Linked DNA regions of Mus musculus: region 1 is linked to region 2. A link is a contact called in public Hi-C data. All regions are on one chromosome and are shown on one strand. Each heading gives the region's core, a stretch centred on a gene start, on an enhancer-like site or on the middle of the called end of the contact. The rest is flanking DNA. Distances are from core to core; before and after follow the strand shown.

Region 1 (6,052 bases), core at 460-2,959, 670 kb after region 2:
AAGGCATGGCATGTTCCCTTATGTTTACTTCCAGTTTTACAATTTCAAAAGATTTAAATACATAGTTCTCTGTGCATGTACAAACAGTTATTAGGTAAGCTCCTCAAGAATGTTGTATCCAAACTATTAATCAGTAGGACATACAGAAAAGGAAAATAGTATGGAGGTTTTTCAAAACTTGAAAAAATAGAACTATTTTATGACTAAGTAATAGCACTTCTCTATATTTTAAAAATAATTGAAAATAATATATCAACTATATATTACAATAATCATTGCAGCCTTAACAGCTGCTGATATATGGTAATCAATGTGAGGTGAGTGCCCATCAAGAGATGAAGAGACAAAGAAAATGCATTCATATATGTATAATAAAATACAACTTCTCTTTTAAAAAATAAAAACATTGATCTCTACAGTAAGAAGGGTAAGCATTCGAGATCTTCAAAATGAACTAAATGGGGCAAAATGCTGAATGAATGTATGTATAGTACGTGTATATATAATAGATTCTCATATGTATAATGAAAAGTATTCACATTCAGAAATATGATAGTTAGCAGGATCAGGGTTGGCATCATGGAGCTGAGTTGTTGTTTGGTATGTTTCTCCACACAACAGTTAGCTTATAGATAGCAAGTATTGTGCACTTTAAGATGTGTCCGGAGAATAATTCTTTTGTTCTGTTCAAAACAACACAAGTTTTGTTTTTTTTTTTTAAAAAACATAAGCTTGGAACAAGCAACATGGGTCAGCACAGAAAAGCTCTTGCCTTCAAGACATTACCTGGGATACATATGGTTTAAAGAGAAAATCAAAGTGACTCCCAAAAGTTGCCCTCTGACGTTCCTGGGTGCACAGTGGCATGTGCACTCTTTTTTCCCCCTTACAACAATTGAATAGATGAACAAATATAAAAAACAGTTTTAAAAACACATACACTTAAATGCTGAATGGAAGTGGATAAAACTGATTCGCTGCCTGCTTGTAAATAAAGACTCATATAAACAGACACAATAATCAAAAGAATTCCTATTATAAGAATTACTGATATCTAGCCAATTCTCAATAAATGCTAGTCCCCTCATCTCAGTGTTTCCACACTTAATTCTAACCTCTGGCAAACTGGATTTAGGCTGAAATTTATACTAGAATTACAAGTGACTTCATTACTTCATAACATGTTTTGCCAGTTTGGAAAAAGAAAAGGCAAGAACTGAATTTAGAATGATTTCTAAGGTCATACAGAGATCTGAAATTATCTCCTGTCTCTTATTTCAATAAGGGCAGCAGTCTCAAATACAGAAAGACTGGTCTAGGCTGCTTAACTAGCCTGGCACTGGTGATCTATCAAAACTTATTTTGAGATGCAAATAATGAGTTTTTTTAAAGCAGGATTTTAGTCAACCTGTTTATTAAATTATTTTACCCTCTGTATTATTTGGACCCAGAGAATAACAGGAATGGTGTCAAGATTTTTTTGTTTAGCTTGCATTCACAACATGTATCTGGTGAGGAAGGGGTTGCCCACTGACATGCACAGAAGGTGAATGATGTCCACACAATCAGGATGATGCTTGTATATCTCCTGAAGCTCTGAGAGACTTTGAAATCACCTCCCTGACCCAAAAGGAGACTGGCACCAACAAGCATCAAACTGTTATGGATAAAGGAGCCAACTTAGAAACCTGACAGGTAATGAGATACTCACATCCGCCAAGGTGAACAGATGGCCATCTTCAGAGGACACAGAACAATTGTCACTAAAAACAGAGTCTGAGACTGTGTGAAAAGAAGGCTGCTTTCCAAACTCAGACCCTGGGAAAACAGGACAGGCTATATCTGAGATGAGAGGAAGGGAGTGGAAATTTGAGAAGGAGCTGTTGTTTGCAGAAATGGATAGCTGGGGAGATGACTTTCTCTTTGGTCTAAGATTTCTAAGAAGTAGTGCCATTGTGTATTCATTGCTGAAATAAAAGGCGCTGTCACACCTGGCAGAGATACAGGGTTGAGAGATTTAAAGCAAGAACATCAGAATAAGCTGTGTTTGTTTTGTTCCTAATGTGAAGTGTTTCAATTCTTTCCGGGAATTGGCAGGGGTGTGTGTGTGTGTGTGTGTGTGTGTGTGTGTGTGTGTGTGTGTGTGTGTGTGTATGACTAAAACTGTAATTAAATTTACATTGTACATTAATCCTTCTACCTTGAATTGGGTTTTATAATGGCAGAGTGTTTATGTATAATCTGTGAAGTTTTAAGGAACTCGGTGTTGGACAGATAACCCACCTGACCTTAACTAAAGCATTGCCGAAAGCACTGAAATTTCCATTTGGTAAGATTCTAGACTCAAGAGCACATAAATTGTGACATCTTCATTGTTCATGACAGACTCACATGTCTCCTCTGGCAGAAAGCAAATAGGCTATGACTTAAGCAAAAGTTATTATTATTGGTTTAATCCTAAAGCTTTCAAAGGGATGATAAGATGTGGCCCATTCTGATAGGTTACTTTGTTCATGTATATATATATGTATGTGTAAGCATGTGTGTGCACATATGTGTGTTCTCTATGTAGAACCCAGAGAAGGCTGCTACAAGCCCAGCTCTGTCACTTTCTCATTTCCTACTTCATTTCCTGGAGATGCTGTCTCTCACTGAAGATGGAGTTTCCCCAATTTCTTTTATTTCTGCCTCTCAACACTAGAGTTACAGTCATATACATGTATCCAGCTTTCACATGTATACAGAAGAAAGAATCTTTGGTCCTCATGCTTTCAAAGCAACTACTCGTACTCACTGAACTATTTCCCCAAACAAGTTATAATAATTTTGGATCTTTACTAGTATTAGTTTGGTTGATCAATATAACTGTATTTCATTGTCGGATGCCATGTGTTGTTTTGATGTGTATACAGTGTTTCATGGGTAAATCTAGCAGATCCATCATTTTGCTTACTCACAATCAATATCACCTCAATGTATTCATGGACAACTGCTGTAGTGTAGGAATCTATATGTTAGACTGTCCCTGTGAAAGGTCTACCACTAAATAAGCATTTTGCTAATAGAGTGATCTTTCCTCCCCATTTCTCCTGGGGATAATGAAAACAGTCATTAGCTAATATGGAAGAATCAACTGTGGATGGCACGCCCTAATCCTGCTTTCTTCTGAGGAATCAACCATGCACTGGGACCCAGTTTTCCTTTTGCTCTGTTTGATGAAATTCTTACCTGACTAACCTGGTTCCCTCTTCCTGGATGGACAATTAGTTAACTAGACCAGAGGTAACATCTGCTTACCTTTACAGGTTTATTCTTCGACTGAGTCCAGGATTTCTGATTCTTGGATAAAAAGTTCTGACAAAAGCTGGGTCTCTTTGCTTTTTGATTCTTGAACATTTATATATTATATATAAAATTAAATTTTGTGTATGGGTGTTTTGTCTGCTTGTATGTGTGTTCCCATGTGCAAGGAGTGCCTGAGGAGGTCAAAAGAGGACAACCTGAAACTGAAATTACAGATGTTGGGCATTGCCATGTGTCATGTGGGTGTTGAGAATCAAACTTGAGTCCCTGGAAGAACAAGTCAGTGTTTTTGACCACTAAGCTAGTTCATTAGCCCTGACATGTCTCATTTTAAATTTTTGTTCCACATATGAAAGAAAATGTGTAGTTGTCCTTATCAGTCAAATTTATATCACTGATTATTTTTGATTGCATCCATTTTCCTGCTAATGCCATGAGTTCTTTTTCTAATAGTTGAGTAAAATTTCATAAGTATGTGTCATACTTTATCTCAAAACAGTTTTATTGAATTTCTCTGATGGCTAAAGAAGTTGAAAATCCTTTTATATGTTTATTGGCCATTAGTGTTTCTTCTTGTCAGAAATGTGTGCTCAGTTCATTAGTTCATTTATTGATTAGATGAGTTTGGCTGATGTTTCCTTTTTGCAGCTCTTCATATATCTTGGATATTAATCCTCTGACTGATGTGTGAATGGGCAAAGACTCTTTTGCTTATTCTATATAGCTTTCTGTTTCTTGGTGATTGTTTCCTTTGCTGTTCTGAAGCATCATAGTCTTATGTAATCTCATTTGTTTCCTGTGTTATTGAAGGTCTTGACTATAGTTGATTCTTGCAGTAGGTTTTTGCTGTTGTTGTTTGTTTTGCTCTTGTTTGTTCTGGAGATTGATTTCTGTGTTTTGTGCACCCTTGGCAAGCATGATACCACTTTACTACACATCCAGTACCTTGACGTGTTTTCCTTTGTTTTCAAATGTTCATATCTTACAGTAATGCTTTTGATCAATTTTGTTTTTTTAAGACAGTTTCTGTGGGTTTTGCATGTTATAAACTTTATCTTATTGAAGTATAATCTGATAAAAATACAGTAAACTCTTTGCATTCCTTGTATTTGGTAGGAGTGAGTTGATTTATGGCCTACAATCTCTTTTAGAGAAGGTTCTTTGGACTGCTGAGAGGAATCTGTATTGCTTTTCCTTTGATTGGAACAGAATGCATCTTTGTGTATATGCATCATGCCATTTTATCTGCGGGACAGTTTAGCTTTGAGGTCTTTCCATTAATATTTTGGTTGGATGATCTATCTAGTGATGAGATTGGTTTGTCAGTGCCAGCCATTATTATTGCAATAGGGCTCACCTCATCTTTTATGTTCATTAGTGTTTTATGAAGTGTGGAAGCCCGGCATTTGGTATATATATGGCTGTTATATGATATGTATAAGTGTTCCTTCTAGATGTAAAGAGCTTTTTAATTTTCCTGAGTGATTGTGGCTTGAAGTCTTTATTATGAGATGTCGGAACAGCTGTGTTCACTTTATAGGCTGATTCCTATCCTTTGAATTTCTAGAGCCACTAGGTTTTCTCCTATTCGTCTTTGTAATCCCATGGTCAAGAATAGCAGACTGTGTAAAATTATAGCAAATCAAAGCAAACAAACAAACAAACAAACAAAACCAAAAAACAAACAAACAAAGAAAACTAAAAAAATGATTGGACCCTTGAGATTCAGCCTCTCATCCCTGTTGCCATACTAATACACAACTTTATTTCCAGACGCTTGCTTCTGTATATTCACAGTCCTAATCTTTTTTCTTTTCTCCTTTTCAATTTATTGGCATAGATAATTTTACTGGGGGTTGTATTTATTTACTTATTTTTTTTTACCAAATTATTTGGACTCTTCTGAAAATAAAAGTTGAGTCTGTAACTAAATTTGAAAGTGTAATTAACATAAGACAAAGATAGGCAATTGTCTACCAGAGGGAGGCACACTTACCAGTAGGAATTTTTGTTTGTTAAATTTGGAAAGAAAATGAAAATGTTTTTATCAAAAGAGTGTAGCAAAATATAGTACATTTGTTGCCATTTGTAATTGAAATATGTGTGCAAGTGCATTCTGAGAGGGCTGATGGACAGAATGGGCAAAATTATTAAATTGTCATCTTTCAGAAACAACCTTGCCCTCTTATGATCTGGTCGATGAGATGGCCATAGAACTCTTCAAGCCACATTCACATTTTGGGAGCTGCAAAGTTATGATCAACCCCATTGTGGCTATTAGGGTAAAAAGCAGGAAAGTGACATGGTTTAGTCCTAGGGGACCTTTCTATTCCAGTTCCTGAACAAAACTCTCTGGGAGCAAGATTGTTTCAGTGTGTTTTCTGCAGGCAGCAGATGTTTCTAGGCTGCAATTATGTTAAAGTCTAGTAAAAGCATCTTCATAACATTTTTTCCTCCATGATGATCTGAATCCATGTCCTGCAGACACAACATGGAAGTTCACATAACACATAGTGAGCTCCAGAGACTCCAACTCCAGCCCAATGTTTCTATTCCTGGGGGACTTTTTCAATGTATAACTGCCTCACTGTAAGTCTTTCTTTGACATAATTACAAACTTCTCCATCTGCTCAGTCTACTTCTATCACTTACTCTTCTCCTTTCTGTAGTTCATGTGTTTAATATTAAGCTAGCAATTTTAATAACTATTCACAGTTAAAATGACCAGTTTGGCTTCTGACTTCTGCTT
Region 2 (6,385 bases), core at 3,442-5,941:
CACTGTTCCATTTCTCTCTTGTTTCAAGCCTCACATCTAAGTCCCAATTTTCTAGTGGAGTTCTATGGGATTTCCTATTTTTCTATTGCACCCATTTTGGGGGTGGGAGAGAAACCCGTCAAAGAGAGTTTAGTTGACTGGGTGCTAGTGAGTAGCTCAGATCTGTACCTACTTCACAGAGGAAGGAACTTGGGCTCAGAAAGCAGCCCTCTGCTCAAGGCTGCACAACTAATGAGTGAGCACTGGGATCCCCACACATCTGCAGATTTGTGGGCCTGACAGACCGGCTGTGCTCTGGGGCAGCTGGAGGGAAAGGCTGCAAGAAGTTGGTGCATGTTACCGGGTGCCATTCTTGTCAGTGGAAACACAGCCATCTGAGATGAGTGAGTTTTCTGAAAGCTAGGCTAATGTGTTTTCCTGGCCTGTCGTCCAGAACTACATTGGAGTGATGCTCCAGATGTCTGAGGCTAGACCACAGGGGGTCTGTAGCTTCTGTCCTGGCCCATTGAGTTGCTGTTCTTTGGGCTTTCTCTCTTGGTGTTATAAGCTGAACCCAGCTCAAGGGCTCTAGCCTTCCAGTTGTCAATGTCCAAGTACCAGTCACCTTAGTGAAGGACATCCCCCAGCTGTCTGAGTCTTCTCCATAGAGGCCCAGACATTAGAGCTGGGCAGAGAGAGAGAGAGAGAGAGAGAAAGAGAGAGAGAGAGAGAGAGAGAGAGAGAGAGACAGCCACCGCTCCTTCACATGTACATCAAAGAAAGAAAGTCAGAAAAGAATAGATAGGAAAGCCCAATGGGCTAGACTGTCATCGCATCACTTAGAGAACACAGGACGCAAAACTCACCTTTGGCACTGCTGAGGCTTGGCCATGACCTAGGGTAGGAAAGAGAACAAACATGAGCATTGGCTACCGAATCCATCATGGGCTCCAAAAGAATGAACACTCGAAAGATGCATGCCATGGTTGATTCTGTGCAGCCTGGGCAAGTGTGTTCATATGTGTGCAGGTGCACAGGCACGAGTGTCCATGTGTAAACAGTTGTACTTGTGTATGGATGTGTACCCTTGTGTGAGCATGTATGTGGAGGCCAAAGGACACCTCAGCTTGTCCCTCGGTTGGCTTTGACATTTGGAGACAGGATCTGTCGTTGGGGTGGAGCTCACCAGGTAGGCCGGGCTGTGGCCAATGAGCCCCAGGGACCATCTCATTCCTATTTCCCCAGTGCTGGAGTATAGTCACCTAGTCACCTACTCCTGCTTCCTGCTTGTTAAAAACTATTTATGTATGTATGTATGTATGTATGTATGTATGTATGTATGTATGTGGGTTAGAACTCAGGTTTCTGCAAGGTAAGCACTTTATCCTCTGAGCAATCACCCACCCAGCCCCCGGTCTGTGTAATACAAGCATGAAGCAAGCTCTTCATGTTTATATAACTGTAGGCTTGAGGTAACATTTTATTAGAGATGGTATAGAAAATAGAAGACATATGTAAGAAAAAAATCATTAAAAAAAAAAGAAGAAAAAAATCAATACCGTGTTCCTATGTGTATGTGTCTGTAATGAGGATACAAGCATACTTTTATAATCAAAACAATGTATTAATGTATATGCATGAATAATGTGTGTGTGTGTGTGTGTGTGTGTGTGTGTGTGTGTAGTTGCCACGGCACATATGTAGGGATCAGAGGACAACTCTCTGGACTTGGTTATCTACTTCCACTCTACCATGACAAGGTACCTCATTTCTCTGCTTCCTGCTCTAGGATGACCTGTCCTAAGAGCTGCCAGGCAATGCCCCTGCCTCCACTTCTCATCTCCCCTTAGTAGGGCTGCAATTACAGATGCCAGTCACAGCACTAGGCTTTTTGGGTGGGTTTCGGGCATGGAACTCAGGTGGTCAGGATAGCATCAGTGCTCTATGCACACATTAAGACACATAGGTGTTTAGATGTCTTCATGTGAGTGTGACACTCTATTCATTACGCAGTGTTATTGAAAAACACATTTGTTGGCCACTGTGGCCCTTTTGGAGAGGATTTAGGCTCTTGCTAATTATTGAGCATTGTAAACAAGATTGCAAAACCCGTCCTTTCTTGCATTGCAGTCTCATCTCTGCACATCTCGGCGGGCAGACAGTTATCCAGTCCAAAGAAAACACCAGAGTGGGGCATTCTCAGTCCCTGGTTGCACATTCCTCAGATGCTTTCTGGATGGCTTTGTATTGATTCATATTAACTTATGTTTTTACCCATTGAACATGAAGTGGCTGCCCGCTGTGTCTCACCACCACGATCCGTGTTCCAACCCCACTTTACCTATTTGACACTTGATCCTCATTGCTCCAATTTTGTTTCTGAGATGGCTACCACGTTTGAATAATTACACGCCTCTCCTCTTTGGTAAGTCACTTGGGCACATCTTTGTTCATTTTCTGATGCTAAGTTCTTGGCGTAGCCACAAACGTCACCCTTGGACAGCGTTCCCTTGGGTGTAACTTTTCCCTAGATTTGGCTTCTGGCCGGGAAAAACCCCAGGGCAATGGAAAGCTCCAAGGACTGCTGCTTCCGTGAGCTGACTTGTTTGCGCCTTTAATAACCGCTGGCCCTCTCTGCACACCTTTCCTCCGAGGCGCTCTAAGTGCGTCACAGCTGCAATTAATTGAGCATCGCAACACACATTGCGTGTAAATATTTATGAGGCCTATCTGTGGCTGGGATGTTGGGCACACAATAGTTAAGCAATGAAGCATTAGTAACCAGGAAACGGGAGCTTAGGAGTCCAGATGCTGCCTGTTCGGATACTGCCCCTTTCCTAACTTCATCTTCCAAATGACCTTGGGGAGCCGATGCCCTCCCAAACAAGCAACAGGGCACAGGGATGCACAAATAGCCCAATCCAGGCAGTCGCCGAGAGGCAAGGAAATTGCTTTAAGCTCTGCTGCTACTCCAGCCTGGCTGTCTCCCTACCCAAGCCTGTGGGATGTGCTGAGTCTCACGGGGGAGCCACGATGCATCTGCAGCCCAGAGCCCTGTGGTTAGCAGTTGGTGCCCTTTCAAGTACGCTGAGCTTCAGCAGAAACGAACAGTAAATTACCTAGTGGGACGAAAACTCTGTATGTGGAGCCTGCTAACACACTCCTGTCCACCCTAGATACATGACCTCTCCCCGCACCCCCACCGGAGATCATGGCGTCCAGATATGTAACTTATGACATGTGCAATATAGAAGGAGTTTCTACGACCGTGGCCAGTGAGTTCATTAGGAATGGAGCAAATATCCAAGGGACTGACTCCAGGCTGGGATTCTAAAGTGGGCCAGATGTAGGTAAGAACTTCTGTGCCAAAGGCAAAGTCTTCTGCAGGAACCAGGGAGGACTCTCAACACCCACTGCCTTCTGCCTTTGGCCTCCCCAGGATCTTAGAATGGAATGCTAGGCAGGAGAGTTGAGACCTGAGCCACGGTAGTGTTCTTTCTCTCCCTGGACTCTGGGATGAGGCCTTTTGGTACACAAGTGAACAAAAGATGACAAAAAAACATTGCTCATCTGTCTACCTGTCTGCCTGTCTGCCTGGGCACTGAGCAATCTTTTCAGCACAGGTTAGCACACTTACACTTATCTTCTCAATTTCTCTTTTCCCTCGAATGCATTTTTTTTAAGTTTAGATTTATGGATTGATCATTTAATAGATTTTTTTTGAGACAAGTTCTCTCTATGGTCCAGTTGGCCTTGCTTTGAACTCCCCATCTCCTGTTTCAGCCCCCCAAGTGCTGGGACTACAGATAGGTAACAGCCCAGTCCCCACTTTTCCTTTTGACTTCCAGAAAGCCATAGGTGTTACTACGCAGGTGCTGTGAAGAGCCTAGTGCTATCCAGCACTGCTGTTCTGATGACAGAGAAAGGAAGGGTGGCTGCCCGGGGGCAGGAGGAGGGTGGAGCATTTAAGGGTACAGTGTTTTGGTTTTTACAAGAAAATAGGTCTTAGGGGTAAGGTTTAGTAGCTGCAGCATGTGCATAATTAACAGAGCTGTGTGCACAGCTCGAATGTTTGAGAGCTGATCTCATGTTATGGGTTTTTATGTCATACCAAGTAATAGTTACACACAGAGATGGGAGAACATGTTTGGAGGCAGTAGATACCGGTTTCTGCCATAGGTTTTAAGCCAATGAGATCTCTTCCACTCAGCAGATGTAACTAAAACTTAACCCGCCTAGAGTGGCACAACAAACTACTGCCAGAGTCAGGTTTCCACCCCGAGTTTCATGTTATTCCCAAGCCTAGAGCAGCGACACAGCTTGCAGAAGGGCTGTGCATCTGGAAGCATCCTCCCCATTGCCAAGGCTGTCTGAAAGTGGCTGATCTGCTTCACTCTGGGTGGGGCTCCACAAGATAGTCGGGTATTCATATGTCATGTCCTCGGGGGATTCTGCACCCTAGTGGCTCTCTGTGCGTCAATGCAAGCATGTGAATTAGCAGAGGAAGTCTCAGCAAAACAGGGAAGGGGGCCGTTATTCCAGCTGAGCCTGATGCTATGATCCAGAGAGCTGGAAAAATGGGTTGGGGGTGGGGAGGCTGGCACTGTTGCCGGAGATAGAAGAAGAAGGAGGCTGGGCATTGTGGGTCTGTCTGGATGGAGTGTGGACATCATCCTGACACTAGCAGCTGCCGAGCTCTCTGGAAAGGCTCCCGTGTTAATGCTCTTTGCAGCCTGACAGCCGACGGTGACGAATGAAAGACGCTGCTAGCTGACTTTGTGGGGATTTGATATGCTCTGCCTGGGCTCCAGCGAGGGCAGCATGTTAGCAAGCTGCCCCTTGCCAGGGAATCACAAGATGTATTCTGGCTTCCTTTTGTCAACAGCATCAACAACATAACCATGTGCAAATGGACCACAGCTGGAAAGAGCACAAGACTGGCAGCATCCTCTGCCCTCATTCTCCAGCTATAGACTCCCCTTCACATCTGGGCCTGAAGGAAGCAGGTTTTTCCTTCCTCTGCACTTCCTGCGTGTGTGGCAGGTGTCATCACGGTGGCAGGCAACTTTGAAAACTATAGGATGATCAAGATTTGATCCTCACACGTCTGTGGTTTTCTGATATGAAAGCTTATTACAAATCAATTTTAAATCTGGAATTATTTTTAATTTTTAATTCTTTTAAATAATTGAATGCATTTAATGAGCTTTAATTTTTAAAGAATACTAAAACAAACACTCCCCTCCCCCACTTCTCCTGCAGCCTGGCGCACTGGATGTGAGGATACAGTGTACTCCTATCCATGGGAACACGGGTGTGCTCTCTGGGTCCCGTAGAGATGGGGCTGAGCCATGTCTCCAGGGTTGAACTCCTGGAGTAGAGACTAATAACTCATTGCTCCCTGGAATTTGGTAGCAAACCCTGAGGGAAGTGATTCATGTGATCTTACATCACCAGCCTTTTTTCATCACCCAAGCTTCCAAGCGCTACTGGTTCTAAGTCTACATCTTATTTAACCTCTCTTCGCAAAATTGGAAGGTTACTCTGGAATAAGATTCTGTAGCTTTTGAAAGACAGCTGATGTGGTTAGAAAGTACTAAACTCATTTTAAATATAAAGAGAAGTGAAAGAGAACACAATTTCTGAGTTCAGTCCTCCCCCCCTCCCCTTAATTTGAATGTCTGCATTGGGACGCACACAGACTGTCCTGAGGAACAGTGTCTTTGTCTCCACCCTCGGACTCTCATAGAACACTTGTGCCAGATGGTGAATTAGAGATGTTAGCAACTCCTTCAATTTGCAGGTGGGTGACGAGACGATTGATTCCCTCTGGAGCCAAAGGTGCTCCACACCCAGACTGGTGAACCCTGTTTAGAGGAGGAAGTTCTCACTGGAGAACTACGGGCCTAAGGTTTGGATACACACGGAATAGTCAGAGGGTGGAGAACCTGGAGGACTCAGCGGGCTGGTGTGACTGGAGGTGTACAGTGGAAAGTTTGGCGTGGCAAAGATGTGCAAAACTGTGTCTCAGTAAGGTAATCTAGGAACACACAGAGTGGTTGGAAATGGGCCAGCTGGGATGTCCAATGGTCTTGGGGGATGGGGGAAGAGCATAACGGTGGGTGCAAGTGCCTTTCTTATTTCTCAAGGGACCACAAAAATCTCCTGTATTTCCTGGATGTACACACCACCCTTGTTTGACTGAATTCAACCATACAACTGGAACAGAGCCCATCTTGAATTCTCAGACTAACTATAGTGGTCCCTAAGAGGAGATGGGCACCTCGTCTGGGGCCTAGAGCTTGGTCTGTAAGTACAGGCATATTGGTGAATGAGCAGGACTGAGTAAATGGGTGAGAGGATGCAAGCCATGCTCACATGCTCATGGGTACGAGGCATCCCATGA

Evidence for each region. Hi-C and Micro-C count contacts between places; a contact is called where the count stands out from the background.
Region 1: a contact with region 2 is called in a Hi-C map of cerebellum, with 2.6 times the contacts expected there. The contact joins two enhancer-like sites. A contact is called at or near these places in 4 of 484 Hi-C or Micro-C datasets (cerebellar granule neurons, cerebellum and olfactory sensory neurons).

Annotation. Positions count from the first base shown.
Region 1 is chr5:39,456,517-39,462,568 of GRCm38.p6, forward strand. 4930513D17Rik (RIKEN cDNA 4930513D17 gene) reads right to left here. Exons shown (of 6, transcript NR_045416.1): 6 at 5,233-5,781. Among named protein-coding and RNA genes, the nearest start is that of Gm25377, 62 kb to the right of the region's middle. Within about 2 kb of position 1,710, at least 3 of the 459 cell types and tissues checked have an H3K27ac peak or open chromatin away from gene starts, as enhancers often do. A contact at or near this core is called in cerebellum, where this site is marked.
Region 2 is chr5:38,783,675-38,790,059 of GRCm38.p6, forward strand. Clnk (cytokine-dependent hematopoietic cell linker) reads right to left here. Exons shown (of 19, transcript NM_013748.3): 4 at 846-874. Among named protein-coding and RNA genes, the nearest start is that of Gm22779, 87 kb to the left of the region's middle. Within about 2 kb of position 4,692, at least 27 of the 459 cell types and tissues checked have an H3K27ac peak or open chromatin away from gene starts, as enhancers often do. A contact at or near this core is called in cerebellum, where this site is marked.